Linked DNA regions of Bicyclus anynana: region 1 is linked to region 2. Evidence: chromatin contacts called from public Hi-C data. All regions are on one chromosome and are shown on one strand. The core of a region is the stretch at or near the end of the contact, and the rest is flanking DNA. Distances in the headings are between cores, read along the strand shown.

Evidence for each region. A called contact is a pair of places that touch in the nucleus more often than the background predicts.
Region 1: a contact with region 2 is called in a Hi-C map of whole body, with 10 times the contacts expected there. The contact joins the promoter of LOC112044388 here to the promoter of LOC112047477 in region 2. A contact is called at or near these places in 2 of 2 Hi-C or Micro-C datasets (whole body and whole larva).

The regions. Positions count from the first base shown.
Region 1 is chr1:2,088,544-2,093,081 of ilBicAnyn1.1, reverse strand. It overlaps LOC112044388 (ubiquitin-conjugating enzyme E2 N), which reads right to left and starts at 1,651. Exons shown (of 1, transcript XM_024080218.2): 1 at 285-1,651. The coding sequence starts at 1,429. The coding sequence ends at 974.
Region 2 is chr1:1,809,625-1,813,615 of ilBicAnyn1.1, reverse strand. LOC112047477 reads left to right here and starts at 2,166. Exons shown (of 3, transcript XM_024084604.2): 1 at 2,166-2,382; 2 at 2,815-3,072. The coding sequence starts at 2,278.

The sequences.
Region 1 (4,538 bases), core at 402-2,901, 280 kb before region 2:
AGTTTTGATAAATATACTATTATAGGTTATGTCACTTAAAAAGAGCACTAATTGTTGATCTATTTGTTACAATCATTTTATCTATTAAGGCAGAAAATAAGTATGATTATGTTATCTAATGTTTATTTAATATTAATTTTATGCCATACTATTTGACATGAGAAAACATGAGACACAGCCTCATGTTCAAATTAATATCACAATAGAACTATTACAGTTGGAAATCTATTGAAGTAGGTACTTAATGCTGTTTTTAACTTCAGGAATGGAAATAAAAATAAAGGTTAGCATTTGTTTATTATGTATTTTCAAGTTTCTCACAAAGCCAAATCAAATGTACATAAATACAATTTAATGATAACCTTTTATACAACGTATATAGTACATAAGATTCATTTTTAAATTATTTTATGCAAATAATCACTGGAAAAATAATAAATTACTCAATATTCCACTAGTTATGAAGAAAATCAGTATCTGCAGAGATCAAGAACTGATAAACCTTTTGTTGCACTTCCAAACTGATAAAGTTATACAAAGGCGTTGAACTTTGCGACCGTACACTATATCCTTTGTATAAATGTAACCAAATTTGATCAACTATTAAAGTATATACAATAGGGTCTCAGGAATTTTTATATTTAGCTATTTTAATAATTATAGTAAAAAAATATGCATACCTAATATCATAACCAAGCTACATGTGTTTGGGTAAAGGATAATCTGTGGGCTTGCCAGACTACACTCGGCAGCCAGGGGCGAGGCTATGGGAGAGCCGAGGTCGGCCGTGGTGAGCCGAGGTCGGCCGCGGCACGAGGGCTCGGTGCCCCCGCCGGTAATAAAAATTTGTCCACAATTGTCTCTCCACAAGTTACTCGATCTAGGTAGTAAAACATAACTTGCACTCTTAAAATCATGTTAAATATATTGTGTTCGTCCAGTGCGCGGCGCGCGTGGACAAGGCACGGCGCGCTCAGTTGTCCATGGCGTATCTCCTGGTCCACTCCTTCGCGTTTCGGATAGCCTCGCTCTCGTTCACTTTCCACAGCTCGGCGACGTCGTTGGCCAGCGGGTCGTCGGGGTTGGGCGCCGACAGCAGCGCCTGGATGGACAGCAGCACCGTGCGGATCTGCAGCGCGGGACTCCATTTGTCTTTCAGGATGTCGAGGCATATGCGACCTAGCCGGTCTATGTTCGGGTGGTATATTTTAGTTATAAACCTAACCTTAGGCGCTGACATAGGATAGTCCTCTGGCAGGAATAGTTCTAATTTGAATAGTCCTCCCTCGAACGGTGAGTCCTCCGGACCGGTGACGATTACGTGAAAGTAACGCGCGTTGTTCTCGCTCGGTACCGCGCTGATCCCCGGCACGGGTTCCTGCATCAATCGCTGTGTCTCTTTGATTATTCTACGTGGTAGGGCTGCCATTTTATTTATGCGGTCTAGCGCAATTTGTCAAAAAGCAGGTATTCATATAATTGTTTAATATATCAAATTGTCTTTGCACTTCACGTATTTTAACTATATTTGAGGCACGTATTTTATACTAATAAATTATAATAGCATTTTAACCATGATAATGCTGAAAACGCAACTCTAAAAGCGATGGTTTTAGTACCAACTTCAATTTTTTAACTGGAGCATAGATAAAGTAGAAGTAAAATATGTCACAGAGTAAGGATATTTCAAAGTGTATTATAGAATACGATGCGTTCATAAATGCCCCACGCGGGTTAGTTGGTGGTGGTAAACTTAGTTTGTGGTACATAGCCACTGTGTCGTAGTTTAGCTATTCGTCACTAGATGGCCATAACAAACGTTCAACTTGTTTAGTTTGGCGATTCACCAGTAGATGGCCAAAATAATATTCTTGTTGACCGCCATTTTTTGGGTTTCGTGTTGGCTTGTGCCGACGCTAGATGGCGCGACCTGTTTCCGTAAATAATAGGGAATTCGAGAGGGGTAGCCAGTTTATGTAGTTCAGGAGAGTGTTAGTTAACTGTCAAGGGATCTCTTAACTCTACACACAACGATATACAAGTTCGTGACTCCACTCAAGGTCATTCTCGGCATTCTAGGGTCTTATTTTGGTCACAGTTTGATTTGTTGATTAAGTTGTTCTGACAAATATTGTGAATCATATCCTTTGTTCGACATTGATTTTCTTATTTCTGTAATCCACTTTTGAGTCTGCTAAAAGTACCTATTATTATCGTTGTAGGTCATTAAATATATGTGGTGTTGGTAAAACATTATTGTTTTCACCAGCACCACATTTTTTATTTTTTTTTTTACATTATTAATACTCAGCAAATCTATAGCGTCACGAATTTTAATATGCTTCCCCTTTATCCTACATATTTTCCTGTTTGCAAAAGCCTAACCTAATGGTTTATTATAATAATTCCCACAAATTCCGTCTAACCCGAGGCGAGTTGTCGTAACGGTGGAGATTACAGTCGAATGCTCGACGCGAGCTGTCAACTCTTCTCGAGGGGAATTTTGTACAAAAAGGAACTTATTATCCTTGTAAATCCAGGTGCATGTAGGTATCTATCTAGGGTTGAACATAACATTTTTTTTTTAATTTATAATGGTCGATTTTCGAGAAGTGAGAATATAGCTCTTTTGTCTTATTTACTATAATAAGTTTTTCATATTGCAATTGCAATAATTAATTTAATACTTATTAATAATCTCACGTAATTCAATTTAGTTAAATTATTTATATAGGTATTTGAACTTTCGAGAAAATGTTGATGAAAAAAATCCCTCCGGACAATTTTTGTAATCCTGGTTGGGTGAGATTGGGTGATATTTTATGAAAATAAAAACGCTTTTTCGTGTAAAATAAAAAACAAACGTTAAAAACATTGTTGTGAAAAGGTAATTAATACAAATTAACCCTGTATAAACTTATTAAAAATTTTTCTTTTATTCTGATTACAATAAGGCTTTTGCGCTAAGTCAAGATTTCTTCCAGTTCTCTCTACTGTAAGCCGCATGAAAGAAGTTCGTTCCAAAATCGCCGATCACGAAGTTTCACTTCATAAATATATTGCTTTTGATATCAACCCTATTGAAACAAAGTAATCCTCAGGCGTAACATGTAACATGACAGGAGTTATGAAAGAATCGCTTATTAAACTTGTCTCGAGTCGAAGAATTTTACTACAACGCAGTTTCAGCGAAATAAGATTTAGTAGTTACCTACCTACCTAGTCGTTGGTAGTCTTTATGGTTGCCAACCGTACTATAATATATAGTATTGTACTATATTTCGGGTCTGCGTACTATATACTGTTGAAGAAATTTATAGTACGCAGAAATTCTATATTTTCAACAACTATATATAAACATATAAAATCCGAACTTGAAAAACGTACGAAACTTATTTACTCAAGACAAAAAATCTTCAAAAATACAGTAAGTGTAAATAAATATAGATTTTATATATATTTTTTTTTATAATTCTTTATTTCAGGTTATGCACCCATTTAAAATACACAGATAATATAGAAATAATAATTAAATAATAAAGGAGATCATTCACGCTCCATACATTTTTGGGCTCTTTTTGAAAGTGCCGGCCAACAAAAAAAAATGGCACGAATCGTTAGAGCTAGCCATTGGGAGTAATAACTAATATGGCATGAAAGTTGTAGGAGGGCTCTGAACCAAGTTATACAGGTTCGAAGATTCGTTATTTCCATACATTTTGTCGATTTTCAAAAGTGCCCGCCAAGAAAAAAATCTGGTACGTATCGTTAGAACTGCCCATTTGTAGCAATAGTTTGTACGCCACGAATGATGTAGGAGTGCTCTGAACCAAGTTATACAGGTTCGATTACTCGTCACTTCTATACATTTTACTGAGTTTTGTAAGTGCCAACCAACAAAATAAATGATACGTATCGTTATAACTAACTATTTGCAGCAATAGTTACTATCGCATAGACATTGTAATGTAGCTCTCTGTCAAGTTATACAGTTTCGATGATTCGTTAAATCCATACATCTTATTGATTTTTTAAAGTGCCGTTTGACAAAAATATGGTACTTATCGTTAGAACTGCCCATTTTGGGCAATATTTAGTATGACACAAATGGTGTAGTTTTGGTCTGAACCAAGTTATAAAGGTACGATGCCTCGTCACTTCTATGACTTTAATTGAGTTTTGTGCCCACCAACAATACTAATGAAACGTATCGTTATAACTGGTTATTTGTGGCAATAGTTATTAGAACACGAATATTGTAGAATTGCTCTGAACCATACGTTATACAATTTTGATGGCCCGTTATATCATTTTATTGATTTATAAGTTGCCTGCCAATAAAATTCTTATAGGTATCGTTTTAACTGGTCATTTAGAACAGTATTTAGTTGGTATTTAGTTGGTTAGTATAGCAGACACTTTGTGGAAATGCTGTGAGACAAGTTATACAAGTGTGACTATTTATCATATCTATGAATTTCATTAAATATTGAGTGCCAGCCATAAAAAATGGTACGGATCATTAGAACTGACTGTCT
Region 2 (3,991 bases), core at 917-3,416:
TCCACTGAGAATTCTAAGTAGGTACAATATTTTTTCCGTCCAACACAAGACGCAAACGCAAGCCCACACAAATCTCATTCGAAGTTGAATCGGAGGATCAGAAGCATACAGAGAAAGCAGAGGTTTCATCATTAACAACCCATATTCGCTTCACTATTGAGCACGAGTGTCCTTTCCAAATTAGAGAAGTTCGGCGAATAGTTCACCACGCAGTATGCAGCTTTTCTCGCGATGCTTTTCCTTCACCTTTTGAGACGCATGATATTCAAATTCTTACGTAACTGAAAAGTTTGAAGTGCATGCCCCGGACCGAATTTGAAATTAGGCCCTTCGATTCGATGGCAGAATCCATATCCACTGGGCTATTACGTTACGACTATAGATTCAGGGCTAGGTAATCTTAAAAAGATTAAGTCCTACCACAATAAACTAAGTCTTATTATCTACGCGGTAACGGCCTGACTCAACAACGAGAGGTCATGGGTTCGATACCCACCCTATTTTTGTACCCACTCCTAAAAGTAACTCCGACTCATCGAAAGGGAACGAAAAAACATACTGTATAATACAGTAACATCAAAATATTGATATTTAAAATTTACGAAAATGTATCTAAAAAAACAAGCCCTTTAAAACGTTTACTATCTGTTTATAAATTTCGTTACGGTACTCTAAAAAGTTGGTGAGTAAAAAAATACCTGATCTCAGCAATTAATGTATGGTATGGTACCTATAAATAAGTCAGGTACGAAAGAGCGAATGAACGATTTCGTAACGACCGTAATCCTGATCTTTATATGGCAGCTATTTTTTAAACTTGACATCATAAAGCAATTTATTTTACTATAGGTATAGGTACACTAAATAATTGTAACTGCTGGTTGGTAGGTTTCCCATAAACAAACTTAAGTCCAAAGATTATTTGAAAGAAAGTAGGAATGAAATTTATTCAGATTTAAAACATGTGCATTTGTACAATCCATGTACATAGCCATACATAATAAAGAATGTCCAGAAGCATTTACAGGCAGCATCGTGAAGCCGGTGAAACCCGTAAAAAAACGTCACGCGTCTTCTTGACATCCGCGTATACTTTTTTATAATTTGTATTTAAAAATTTAAAACTAACAAGAATTACGTAAATAAATATAACATTCAATACCATTAAAAAAATCCATCTTGTTTCTTTAGTCTTGAATAATATTGAAAATTACTAATACGACGCTTTGTGTCGTACTAACTCGAGAATGTATTCGTTTTTGAATTTTGTATTTGGAACAGTTAAGACACCGTCGTGATCTGTGCGCTCTATCTGCCCATTATTGTTTAATCTGTGACCATACATCTCTAATGCCTAGTTCAGCCTACTTTAGTATTTTAGTCGAGTACGAACGATTTTTGAGCGGTAAATCCAAAAATTGTTCGTAGGTACTCAACTAAAAGACTAAAGTAGTCTGTAGGGCCTATTACGGATTTGTGATACATTAATATGTGCCTATATACTACTTGAAAATTTCACCTGCGATTGCGAAAGTTCAATAAAACACATTCATCAAATAGTACGTTTTCCATACTCATTTTTTTCTGACGGAACTTGAAAATAACCCTTTTTCTTTTTTTGAAACAAAATATTCGAAGTAAAATTTTACAAAATGATTTTAAATATAGCGCCATCTATTATGGAATAGCAACTCTACTTACTTCTGCAATAAAAAATAGAGATTATTTTATGCATTTGTATTTTCTTTTTAATAAATAAAATGTATTCATTAATCTAAATATGTTTAATATTTAAAGATTAAAAAAACTAGCTATTATAATAAAATAGCTAATCCAAGGAAATAAATTTATCGTTATATTCTAAATCTAGACTTTAATACAAAACATTATTTATTCAGCGGTTTATGCAAAACATCTTTGAATTTCTCTGCACTGCACTCAGAGGATTTAGAATTATGTGCATTGCAGTTTTGTTCTTCATTCTCTATCGTCTTTAACGTTATTATTCTGTGTTTTACTAATTTAATTTATAAAGTGATCTGTGATGTGATCTGTCTTGCGGCTGCAGCTTAGACCGTTATTAATGGTCTAAGGGCTGCAGATTCCATTGACAACATAGAGTGTAATCATATTATCTTGTTAATCTGTGGTGGTGCAATCATTGACGTGATTGACAGATCACGGATGACAGAAAGTCGAAACTCGAATTATATTTTTTGTGAAAATGCCTTTTTGACGAGATTTGCCGATAAATTCGATTAATTAATTTTTATAAACATGGGCGGTTCGCAAAGCAGTCGAAAGTTAAGTGTAGACAACGAAAATGCCATACAAGTCTCTCAAGAGGCTTTAGACCGCATACAAGACCAGCTGAATGCACGAGTAAATATGTTTTACCATTACATAATTTTACATCAATGTCATGTAATTAAACAAAATAAATAACAAGTTTTAGCTATGGAAATTAAGATTTATTTTTCGCAAATTATTCTCTAGAACTTCGCTCATATTCATGTACTTCATTACCAGTTATTAAAACCTAGTTCAAATAAGGTTAGATAGACCTTAGTTTACACTAAAAATAATAAAGCAGTTATCATTTTTCTCTTTTGTTATCATTTCAATACTTTACTTGGGTTAATAAATTTGAAAAATCTCTTGAGCCATCTATATATATATAAAAATGAATCCATCCATATATCCCTTGGTCATTTAAAAATTAAGGGGTAGGTCAGGGGTAGTTGAGAGTTTACATCAAGTTTTATGCAGTCGCGGGCGTCTGCTAGTACTTTATAAATTTAAAATAAATTACAGCAAGCTGAGCAGCCACAGCCAAAACCTCAGTATGCTCCACCACCATTTTACGATACATTGAAACAACAAGAGTATGCAGCAGAGGAAGCCTACTGGGCCCGTCGTATTGAAAATCTAAAAAGGGTGCATGAGAAAATCAACAGTGGTATGCACATAGAGTATCAGAAAACATTAAAAGAAGCAAATGAACTATTTAATATGGTACAAGCAGACAAAGTTGTCAACAAATTACCTCCATGCCAAGAAGAAAAAGCAAAGGTGTGTTATCTTTCTTAACTTATCTTATAAAAGAATGTTTTCTCTTCAAATATTAAAAGATTAGCAGGCCCAAGTAGAAAAGCTCTTTTAAAATAAAAACATATTTGATTACAATATTTGGTGGTAGTTCTCAGGTGTAAATTGTGTTTAAAGTTAAGTTTAAATTTTCCCAGAAGATAAATACAGTTTTCTTCAATAATTATGTAAGGATAAATTATTCTAAAATATAAATAATGCACACTTTACAAGTTCAACATTTATCTGCTGCGCACATTCCCGGACAGCTCACTAACTGGATGCATTCTAAGAGTTACTATTAGTATTATAGCTTGGCGTTCATGACACTCCCAAGATATGCGGGCAACGGGGTGTGAAGTCATTCACGCGGAACAGAGGAAAAGACGAAAGAGGGTATGAGTTGTGTTTGTGGGACATTGCTACCCCCCTCCTGGCTCATGCGGACCATCTGGAGTGTTGTGAACGAATTTGGCAAGCTATTAAGCTTAAGTCTTCACACTACTTAAGTCCAACAGACTTATTCACTATCTTTGACTTATGCTAGTTGACATATACAAAATTGAGACTCAATGTAAAAATATCATCCGGTGCTTACTGTACTGTATCACACATTAAGTAAATGATATTTTGTCATTTGATTTGATGTTTATTTTAACAGGTTAATAATAAAGACTGAAATAGTGAATAAACCAGCTATGCTAATGGCATTTGTTATTAATATTTTTGAATAATATAGTGTTATTAAAGTAAAACTTCTTTACACACACATGACTTGGTTACAAAAAGTGTAATCTGCCAAGACAGAATTTTTGAGCCACTACATAGTCCAAAAGCCAATGCAGGTACTGAAATACATGCTCAGGATTATATTCTGTAAAGAGTGACATCTAAATATCCGCAA